Linked DNA regions of Sus scrofa: regions 1 and 3 are each linked to region 2. Evidence: chromatin contacts called from public HiChIP or PLAC-seq data. All regions are on one chromosome and are shown on one strand. The core of a region is the stretch at or near the end of the contact, and the rest is flanking DNA. Distances in the headings are between cores, read along the strand shown.

Region 1 (3,535 bases), core at 359-2,858, 890 kb before region 2:
AGGTTTACTACTATAATAACCCTGGCGCTAATTTGATAATTTGTCTAGAACGTGGATCTCTTTGCTCCCGTCTCTACCTCATCTAACTTTTCGCGTTTGGATGACTCGGGTTCAGCGAGTAGAAAGGGAAGCATCAGGACGAACGACCTTCGCCGGCATTGGCTGGTGGAAATGGTTACTCTGATGTCCTGTATGGACGAACTTGTAATTTAAAGTGACCCACAAGGAATCTGGAAAGGGCTGCTTTACAGTATTTTTGGGAAACAGGCTTGTGAACTACATCGGTTCAAAAAAAAAAAAAAAAAAAAAGCTGTCAGATGAGCATGTGGTTCCCAGAGGTATCTAAGTATGGCGAGGGATTCGTATTGACTGGGAGAGAGACTGCTTTAGCAGCTTCGCTTGCGAAACTCGGGCCTGAGCTAGTGACAAGCCACAGCTTTCACTAATCTGGAAAATCCCTAATTTCCAAAAATAGTTTTAGGTCGAGACTTTACAGAGGTAATTTGATTATGCCCGGCAGTCTATGTATTCATGGAGGTTACTGCAATTAGGTAGTATGGGAGAAATCAATCTCTTTATATGTATTTTTCCCTCTCTGATATTAGCAATTCTCCAAATTTCCTCAAATTTGAAATAAAAACAATGATACTGATCCAAACTACCACAGGCTAGAGTGGGAGGAAAAAAGAGTAGATCTTGTTTAAAAAAAAAAAAAAGATTCTGTAAACTGAATCATTTTGCTGTACAGAAAAAATTAACACAAGGTAAATTCAGTTAAAAGAGAGTAGATCTTTGTTTACTCCTTCTGTGTCTAGACCTTGGAGACATTGTCCAGGAATGAGAAGCCCCATCATCTTTCTATCACATAGTTCAATTTTAAGGTTTAATTATGAGAAATGAATTAAAACTTGGATCCATAGAGCAAAAGGAATTTGAGTACACTGCAATATTTGTTAGTGATGTCTCTAAAGCAAAACATATTCAAAAACTCATTTTAAAAAAAGAATTCAATCCACCTTACTTTGTAAAGATTTACATCAGTATTTCTGAACCCTAGCTGCACATAAGTATCTTCAGAGGAGTTTAGGGCTGCACCCGAGGTATATGTAAGTTCCCAGGCTAGAGACGGAATTGGATCTACACCATAGCCACAGCAATGCCAGGTCTGAGCCGCATGTGCAGCCTATCCCACAGCTCACAGCAACACCAGATCCCTGACCCACTAATTGAAGCCAGGGATCAAACCCGCATCCTCATGGATACTAGTCGGATTCCCTTCTTTTGAGCCATGATGGGAACCCCCAGAGAAGTTTTTAAAACATACTGATTATGCTTGAGCCTGAATTGTAGGGGTTGATGTAATGGATCTGGGGTTGACCCAGCCAGTGGTTATTGGAATGTTCAGCCAGGATTGAGAAACAGAGCTCCAAGAGAGTGTAATTCTGGTGCTAGCTGAAATACTTGACCTCGTTGCACGTTACCTTCACCTGTCTGACTAAGCTGCTTCCAGGGAAGTTTCCCTCTCCAATATTCAGGAGGGATTATAACAGGAGTTCCCATAGTGGCATAGTGGAAACAAATCTGACTAGGAACCATGAGGTTGCAGGTTTGATCCCTGCCCTCGCTCAGTGGGTTAAGGATCTGGCATTGTCGTGAGCTGTGGTGTAGTTCGCACATGCAGCTTGGATCTGGGGTTGCTGTGGCTGTGGTGTAGGCTGGTGGCTACAGCTCCCAATTCAACCCCTAGCCTGGGAACCTCCATATGTGGCCCCAAAAAGACTAAAATAAAATAAAATGCTGTAACAGACTTTGAAAGCTCTTCTTATTTATTTTTGGCTGCACCATGGCATATGGAAGTTTCTGGGCTGGGGATTGAATCTGAACCACAGCTGCCACCTATGACACAGCTGCAATGTCAGATCCTTAACCTGCTGAGCCACAGTGGGAACTTCAATACAATTCATTTTTAAGACTTTTTTTTTGGCTGCACCCACAGTATGCAGAAGTTCCCGGGCCAGGGATCAAGCCCAGGCCACAGTAGTGACCTGAGCCGCAACAGTGACAATGTTGGATCCTTAACCCGCTGAGCCACCAGGCAACTCCAAGACTCTTTCTTTTCTTTTCTTTTTTCTTTTTTTAGGGCAGAACCTGTGGTATATGGAGGTTCCCAGGCTAGGGGTTGAATCAGAGCTACAACTGCTGGCCACAGCCACAGCCACAGCAAGATCAGATACGAGCCATGTCTGTGACCTACACCATAGATGACAGCAATGCTGGATCCTTAACCCACTAAGCAAGGCCAGGGTTTGAACCTGCAATCTCATGGGTCCTAGTTGGATTTGTTTCCGCTGCGCCACAACAGGAACTCCCAAGACTATTTCTTAATGGAACATTTTTCTAATATTTAGAGTCTCCCACCATGCCTCACCAAAAAACTGTCTTGGTGATGTCTTGATATATTTTATAATATATTTTTTTAATCTCTAGGTCCTTGATTAATTGAAGAAAGTTAACAAGAATTGAAGTGAGAAGTTCTGGGAGAAGGAGGAGTACTTGCTCTACTCTTGATATCTTTTCCCTATAGACCACTGTTTCCCACCTCCTGTGTTTGGCAATCATTTCCAGAAGCACAGAACCACTGAGACTATTCTACAACTTTCTGTCTGTACCCCAGATTATATCCAATAGATATGATTATATTCACTGTTCTTCTTTTCAGCCTCAACAAAAGTGGTAGAGGAGATGGGCCAACATTTTATACGCTTAGCATTAACGCATCAAACTATGACGGTGTTTTAAATTTTGACTTCTTGGGCATTCCCATTGGCTCATTAAGAACCCAAGATAGTATCCAGAGGATGCAGGTTTGGTCCCTGGCCCTGCTCAGTGTATTAAGGATCTGGCACTACTGCAAGCTGTGGTGTAGGTATAGACCATGGATCCAGTGTGGCTGTGGCTGTGGTATAGACCAGCAGCTGTCCAATTCAACCCCTAGCCCCAGAACTTCCATATGCCACAGGTGTGGCCCTAAAGAGAAAAAAAATTAATTTTAACTTGTTTAAAAAAAAAATTCATGACAGGTATTCCCACTGTGGCTCAATGGGATTGATGGCATCTCTGCAGCACCAGCATGAGGGTTTGATCCCTGGTCTGGCATAGTGAGTGGGTTAAAGGATCCAGTGTTGCCACAGCTGTGGTATAGAAAGGACTGGGATGTAAAAAAAAATTTTTTTACTCTTCTTTTAATAGTCAAGTTCCAAGAAAATCATGGTTATTTCTGAGTTATATTGAAAAAAAATTTGTTTTTCCATGTACCTACTTCCAAAGTATCAACATTAAAATGTGGAAAGATGGAGTTCCCATTGTGGCTCAGTGGGTTAAGGATCTGGTCTTGCTGCAAGCTGGGGCATACATTGCAGATGCTGCTCAGATCTGGTGTTGCTGTGGCATAGGCCTCAGCTGCAGCTCTGATTCGATTCCTGGCCTGGTAACTTCCATATGCCACAGGTGTGTTCATAAAAAGAAAAACAAACAA
Region 2 (3,209 bases), core at 622-3,121:
GCCTTTTAATCTCTTGGATCCTGAAGTTTTCTTTTTTCCTCTTAAAACATTTCAATTATTGTTACTTTCAGGAGAAATAATTAAGATCTTTAAGATTCCAGTAGCAATAGCTTTTAGGTACTAAATTATATGAGTGCTTACTTTTATTTTATTACATTACAAGAGCCTCAAATACTTTCAAAAATTATATGAATTTAGAAACATGATTTTAACAGTTAGTCTTGGGTTAACTACTTGTGACCGCTTTAATTATCTTATTATCATAGGGTGATAACCATAAACTTTAATCCTTTAATAAAATTCGTTTTTAAGTTTTTATTTATTTATTTATTTATTTTTAGCAGAATGACAGTGGAGTCAGCAAAATGGATGTGGTGCTCAAAAAGCTTTTAACCCGAGGTGTTAAATATGTATTTGCAAACAGCTCTAGAACAGCCACTATTAAAGTCTGATAAGGGATCAGGAGACTCACCAGCTACTTTTTCTACTTTTTTGCCCTTTCAAGTACATGACTTTTTAAGTTTGAACTCAAATTCCATCTTCTGAGCTTGGGGGAAAGATGAACACTTTAAAGGTAAGCAAGGAAGGCTTGGATACAATTGTGTAAGTCACACCAAATAGATTTCCCCATAGATTTTTCTGGCTTGTTGCTCTTAGTATTTTTACAAACAGTGGTGTTCATATGAGATGCAGCTATGAGAGAGCTGCAGTATCTAACCACGGATTCCTATTGGCCTAAGGGAATTTCAACTTAAAAAAATGCCACCAAACCCAGTTTTTGAAATTATACACTAATAAGTGTTCACCAAGTTCTAACTATGTCATTTCTTTAAATAGTATATACTTTCTGGGAAGACAGGAGTCTTCAAAATGCAGTTTTGGTTGAAAAAAATTCAAAAACCAAAAAAAAAAACCCCCAAAAAAAACACCCCAAACCCCAAACCCCAAACCCAATAACAACAACCCATTGAGAATAAAGTTCAGTTGACACCCTGCAGACAGATATACAGGTTCCAGTAAAATTTAGGACCTCAAGTCTTCCTCCCCCCGGGTCTTGAACTATTTAAAATAAACATGCAGTGTTGTTGTTAAGTTTTAAAATGGTCCCTCAAAAAGGGTAGATAGGTACAGTCATTTATGAGAAAGATATTTGTTGAGGTGTTTTTCACCATTTCAAATGTCTGTGGAAAACTTGGGTATATAGCTGTTGTGAAACGAGTTGGTTCTCACTGTCCATCAAAACCAAGGCCAACAATTTACCTCTTTATCATTGCTTACTGACAATAAAGAGAAAAATGATGTTCATGAAAGGACAAAGAAAGTATACATTGCAGAAAATGCTGAATTGCTCTAATTTCTTTTGGTTAAAATAACAACAAAACCCCTCTATATTTAATTTCTCTTTCAGAAGAAACCTCCTCTCCCTGCCTTGGGCGGTCTTCTCCCATTCCTCTACCAACTAGTTACTTTAATGTGAGAAACAAATTTGCACCCAACCCGTGTCTTCACCTTCAGGGCAGAAGAAACACCAACTTTTAATGCATTTTTGCAAATAAATCATTACAATTTAATCACACAGGACTCTGATGCTATACAGACACACTCCTATGATTTATTATTTTGGGGCCAGTTTCCTCCTCTCCCAGTAGATAACCGATTTTGCTAAGTGTGGGTGTCTTCCTATGATGCAGATTGTTTACTGATAATCTGTGACGATAATGACGATTACTATGGCAATAACGATCTTCAGTCTCCATCTTTATTGCTTTTTGGTTACTAGAAAATCAAATAATTAAGCACGCGGAACCAACACCAGACAAAAAAATTGGCGGCGTGACAATCTACTCCTTCGGCACTCCTAACGCCTGGCAGCCTCCATCGATGCACTCGAAAGCTCGGTTGACGCTGCCTGGCGCTGGAACCAGGAAGGCGGTGAGCTTAAACTGAAGCAAGTTCGGAGGACGCCGGCGGCGCCCAGATTTGAAGAAACGTTTCCAGGTCTGAGGCCCTTGCAAGTCTACAGGAGGTGTAAACCCGAAGGCCGAGATCCAGGTGATACCCGAGTCTGGGGCCTGGGAGGCGGCGCCCGCGGCTGAGAGGTTCCGAGGCCCTGCTCCGGCGAGAGGCAGTGCGGGCCCGATACTGTCTGTGCCCGGGAGGAGGCGGCGGCGGCGGCGGCTAGTGGGGTGGGGTGAGCTGGGAAGTTGCGGCCTGGCGACGCGGTGCGCATGCGCTCAGCACCTGGCGGGTTCTGACCCTAGAGGTCCAAGTTGGGGCCTTAGGGTGGTAGCGACTATAGGGTGTTGCTCGGTCGCAGGCCTCTGGCTAGGCCCTGTCTCTAGAGGTGGTGAGGAAGAGTAAGCTAGCTCTTCTCACTCTCTCCTCCTTAACACCTTTCCTACCCCTACCTCAATCCGCATCCCTAGTCCCTGCTCCTTGACAGCAGCTTTTGGGTTTCTGCGTTCTTCTCCTAACGTGCGACCGGTGCTTCATCACTACCTCTAGGTAGGGTGGAGCTAGAGGGAGGCTGCAACCCTACACTCTGATACACTCTGCCCCACAGACTCCGCTCTCCACTTTAGATCGGCCTCTTCTTCCAACAACCCCCACCCCGCCCGCAGCCCCCTGCCCTTCCGGCTCACCCTCATTTGCTGAGAGGCGAGATACTGCAGAGTGAAATAGACATTCTTTCCTTAACAAATAAATGTATTCACCTTAAACATTCTTTAACTTCAGGACACTCCTTGACTAAAGGACTTGTGGCCTTGTGGTCATAGACCAAGAGCATATGTCTACCCTTAAACTGTTTACGTTGGCGAGAGGTTATAATGCACTGTTATACTCGTTGCCTGTTCTTGATTTTAGGTCAGCCTTAACAATAATTTCTCAGATTTATATATCTTTAAATGCACAGTGGAAGCTAGATTCTTTTTTTTTTTTTCGTTTTCAGAATTAGCGGTAACCTATTTGTGTTTCAACTAATACTAGATGATTAAATAAATTAAATGTGTTGTCACAGAGAAGTATTCAAGTTGTCTTTTTTGAACTTAGCCGTACAAGCTTTAAGTGAGGAAGAGATACAGTTCTCAGGTTTAAGGATTGGAGCAGATGTGACAGGTGCAGCCTTGTGAGGAAACTGGGTATCCTTTGAGAGCCCCTTTAGCCTTCGCGTCTATAAATATTCACTTTCTTTGCAGGCAGAGATTTCC
Region 3 (3,276 bases), core at 717-3,216, 700 kb after region 2:
GCTGAAGAGTGGCATAAGATGAGGACAGAGAAGTGACCACTAACTGGGAAGATGGAGTTGTTAGCCATCTTGGTAAGACAGTTTCATTAGACAGGGGGCTTCTCCTTTGGGGTTGGGTGAGAAAGGGAGGTGGAAAGTGGAGTCATTTGTGGAGACATCTCAAAGGCAAAACGTTGTAAACTGATCTATCTTCTCTGGCATCCCCCGCCCCACCCCACCGTTTCCTATATTCTGATCTCTATTGGGAGCCCACGCTAGAAATCTGGGAAATATTCTCAATTCCTTCCTCTCAGACCTCATAAACTATTTGCCCAAATTCATCCCCATTTCACTTCCAAAATACTTCTCCTTTGCTTCATCCCTATTTCCCCAGTTATAGGACCTTGCCATTTCTAATCTTCATAGTACCTAATAATCTTAATGATTATTCAACCTCTAGCTTTGTCACCCTCAAAGTTCTGCTGGCAAGCCTGGCACCACCACCCCCTTCTTGAAAGTTGAGGAGGGTGTCAGGTTGTGTTGCCAGATGTAATTTGTTTTTTTTTTGTTTTTTTTTTTAACTTTTTAAAAATTACTCAGATGAATTTATCACATCTGTAGTTGTATAATGATCATAACAATCTGATTTCACAGGATTTCCACCCCACAGCCCAAGCACATCTCCCCACCCCTCAAACTGTCTCCTCCGGAGACCATAAGTCTTTCAATGTCTGTGAGTCAGCATCTGTTCTGCAAAGAAATTCAGTCTGTCCTTTTTTCAGATTCCACATGTCAGTGAAAGCATTTGATGTTGGTATCTCATTGTATGGCTGACTTCACTTAGCATGATAGTTTCTAGGTCCATCCATGTCGCTAAAAATGCTGTATTTCATTCTTTTTAATGGCTGAATGATAGCCAGATGTAATTTGTAAAAACATAGGTTTTGGAGTTCCCAAACTGTGGTACAATGGGTTAAAAATTCGACTGCAGCCGCTTGAGTCACTGTGGAGGCGCTGGTTTGATCCTTCGCTTGGTGCAGTGGGTTAAGGATTCCACTCTACTACAGCTGTGGCTCGGATTCAATCCTGGCCCGGGAACTTCCATATGTTATAGGTGCAGCCCTAAATAAAAACACAGGTCTTGCATTCTTGATCCTCTACACAAAATCCTTGCATGTCTCCTTACGGAACAGGTTTAGTTTTTCCTACTGAGTTCTTCTTTCATTCGCAGATCAATGGTCTCTCTCCTCTCCCCCACCTCCCCTCACACACACACACACGGTTCTGTTTCAGGCTTGCATCATTATTATCCCTCCTAATCCCCACCCTCATAACCAACTCCCTCATATAGGCGTCATGACTGACCCATTCGTACTAATTCTAGCTTAGGTATGAATTTAAAGGACCTTCAGCACGCCACCACTTTCCCCCAAAGTTTGTTAAACTGTACTTACTCTCTTCCCAAACGCCTTTCCCAGGCATTCCTACGAAATTCACTACTTATTTCAACCGCTGTTCTCACTTAGACTCGTCTATTCACCATACTATTCTTTAAAGGATCAGTTTCTGTCGACCTCCCCAAGTAAACCACGAACTTTCTGAGGTCTGAGAGCTTGTCACATTCCAGTTTGTATTCCCAGTACCTGGCATGTGAGTGGACACAACATAAGACTCTCAATGAACTGTGTGGAATTAAGAGCAGCCAAAAAGGCTGCGGAAAGCAACGCTGCGAGGAGAAGGGCGGTGCGCTTCTTCGCGTCAGGCTGAGCGGAGGCCGGCACTCTCTACCCGCGCAGCGGCAGGGGATGGACAGCAGGAGCAGGCAGGAAACGAGCACAGTTCCATTTTGGGCAGCGGAAAGCTGCGGCTGGCGCCTAAGACAGTACCGGGAGAAATTAAACGTAGCTCCTCCCCTCTCTCCTCGCTAGGCCTGCCCACCACGTGATCTTGCCTGCTCACGTGAGCGCGGCCTTGCGTGACCTGCCCCGGCATCACGTGAGCAACCGTGGTCACGTGAGCACGGTTTTTGCTGGGCTCCAGCAGCAGCTTCTTCCCGGAGTTGCTGTCACTGTCTTCTCCTGATCTCCCGCCGGCCGGATGGAGGAGGAAGATGAAGAAGCGAGGGCGCTGCTGCCAAGCAGCCCCGTCAAGGCCGGCAGAGGTGCCTCCAACACTCCCGACGCTCCCAGGGCGCTGTCCGCCCTCTGCGACCCCAGTCACCTGGCGCACCGGCTTTTGGTGCTGTTGCTGATGTGCTTCCTTGGCTTCGGTGAGCCGGCCGGCCTGGTGGGGTGTTGCTGCTAATCAGGAAATTACCGACTTTCTTTCGGAGAGTCGTTCTTGGCTGCCACGAGGCCTCAGCGCAGCTTCTAGTTTCTGTTTCTGGGCTTTCCTTCTTTTCCCTTCTCCACCCCATCAAAGCCTTGTAGACGTTGCTAGCTATTCGGCATTTCGAAGATAGGAGTAAGGGCACTGAGCTGCGCGAGTTTTGTGCCACTCCTTTCCTCTCCAAGAAGTCTCGAAGGCTAGCAACTTGCCGCCTGGGACCCTAGATATGAAGGAATCCCGGGATCATCAAGGTTGCTCTAATGACAGTTCCATTCAGAAGGAATTCAGAAAGATTTAACTGTCCCTTTCCCCGTTGCCCTTCCCCAACGCCCCTCTGCCCAATTTAAAATTTTTGATTGACCAACTCGTTGGCAGTCTTACGTGTTTCTCATCCTCTTTGGGAAAACGTATGAGTGTGTCTTGTTGATAGCTTCAATGAGTGGATGTGTTCTCGTTCTCTTCCGCTATGCCAATGTGAAGCAATCATACTGGATTGGACTTGTGGTAGGCTTGACGGTGTTTGGTTTCATTTACGAAATCTGGTGACTCTGAAGGAAATTTCTTGAGCTAATTTTAAAAATTATCTGCCTGTGTTCCAGCTACTAATTTTTTTCAGCAACATTCTAATGTCAATATAAGTTTGATAGGAAGGTAATAATGTGTTTCTCAAGGGGCTTGCGGGAATGGGTATCATCAACAAGTTCAGAAACATTATATTGGGTAACTTTATGCTACTGCTGAGGATATGTATGTTGGCATGGAGGTTGCTTTGAGCCTTAGTTCCTTTGCATCTCTTTTTGTTCCCCCTCTTTCTTTGTGGAAAGAAAGAGCTGCAGCTCTGATTCAACCCCTATCCTGGGAATCACCATACGCTGCAGGTGTGATCCTAAAAAGCAAAAAAAAAAAAAAAAAAAGTCAATTTTATTTCTGTAAAAATAATTCTGAGTGCACGAATGTCCAAATCTCTCC

The links. HiChIP or PLAC-seq counts read pairs in DNA pulled down with a chosen protein or histone mark.
Region 1: a contact with region 2 is called in an H3K27ac HiChIP or PLAC-seq map of alveolar macrophages. The contact joins the promoter of CCNL1 here to the promoter of RSRC1 in region 2. A contact is called at or near these places in 3 of 47 Hi-C or Micro-C datasets (embryonic fibroblasts, heart right ventricle and retroperitoneal adipose tissue) and 1 of 2 datasets of contacts at active chromatin or transcription factors (alveolar macrophages).
Region 3: a contact with region 2 is called in an H3K27ac HiChIP or PLAC-seq map of alveolar macrophages. The contact joins the promoter of MFSD1 here to the promoter of RSRC1 in region 2. A contact is called at or near these places in 1 of 5 promoter capture datasets (liver), 4 of 47 Hi-C or Micro-C datasets (alveolar macrophages, embryonic fibroblasts, heart right ventricle and 1 more) and 1 of 2 datasets of contacts at active chromatin or transcription factors (alveolar macrophages).

The regions. Positions count from the first base shown.
Region 1 is chr13:97,002,793-97,006,327 of Sscrofa11.1, forward strand. It overlaps CCNL1 (cyclin-L1), which reads right to left and starts at 1,609. Exons shown (of 11, transcript XR_001300397.2): 1 at 1-1,609. The region is part of intron 14 of VEPH1 (ventricular zone-expressed PH domain-containing protein homolog 1); the gene reads right to left.
Region 2 is chr13:97,891,944-97,895,152 of Sscrofa11.1, forward strand. It overlaps RSRC1 (serine/Arginine-related protein 53), which reads left to right and starts at 1,872. Exons shown (of 10, transcript XM_021069723.1): 1 at 1,872-2,052. It also overlaps a transcript of SHOX2 not described here.
Region 3 is chr13:98,590,379-98,593,654 of Sscrofa11.1, forward strand. It overlaps MFSD1 (major facilitator superfamily domain-containing protein 1), which reads left to right and starts at 1,967. Exons shown (of 16, transcript XM_003358650.5): 1 at 1,967-2,248. The coding sequence starts at 2,077.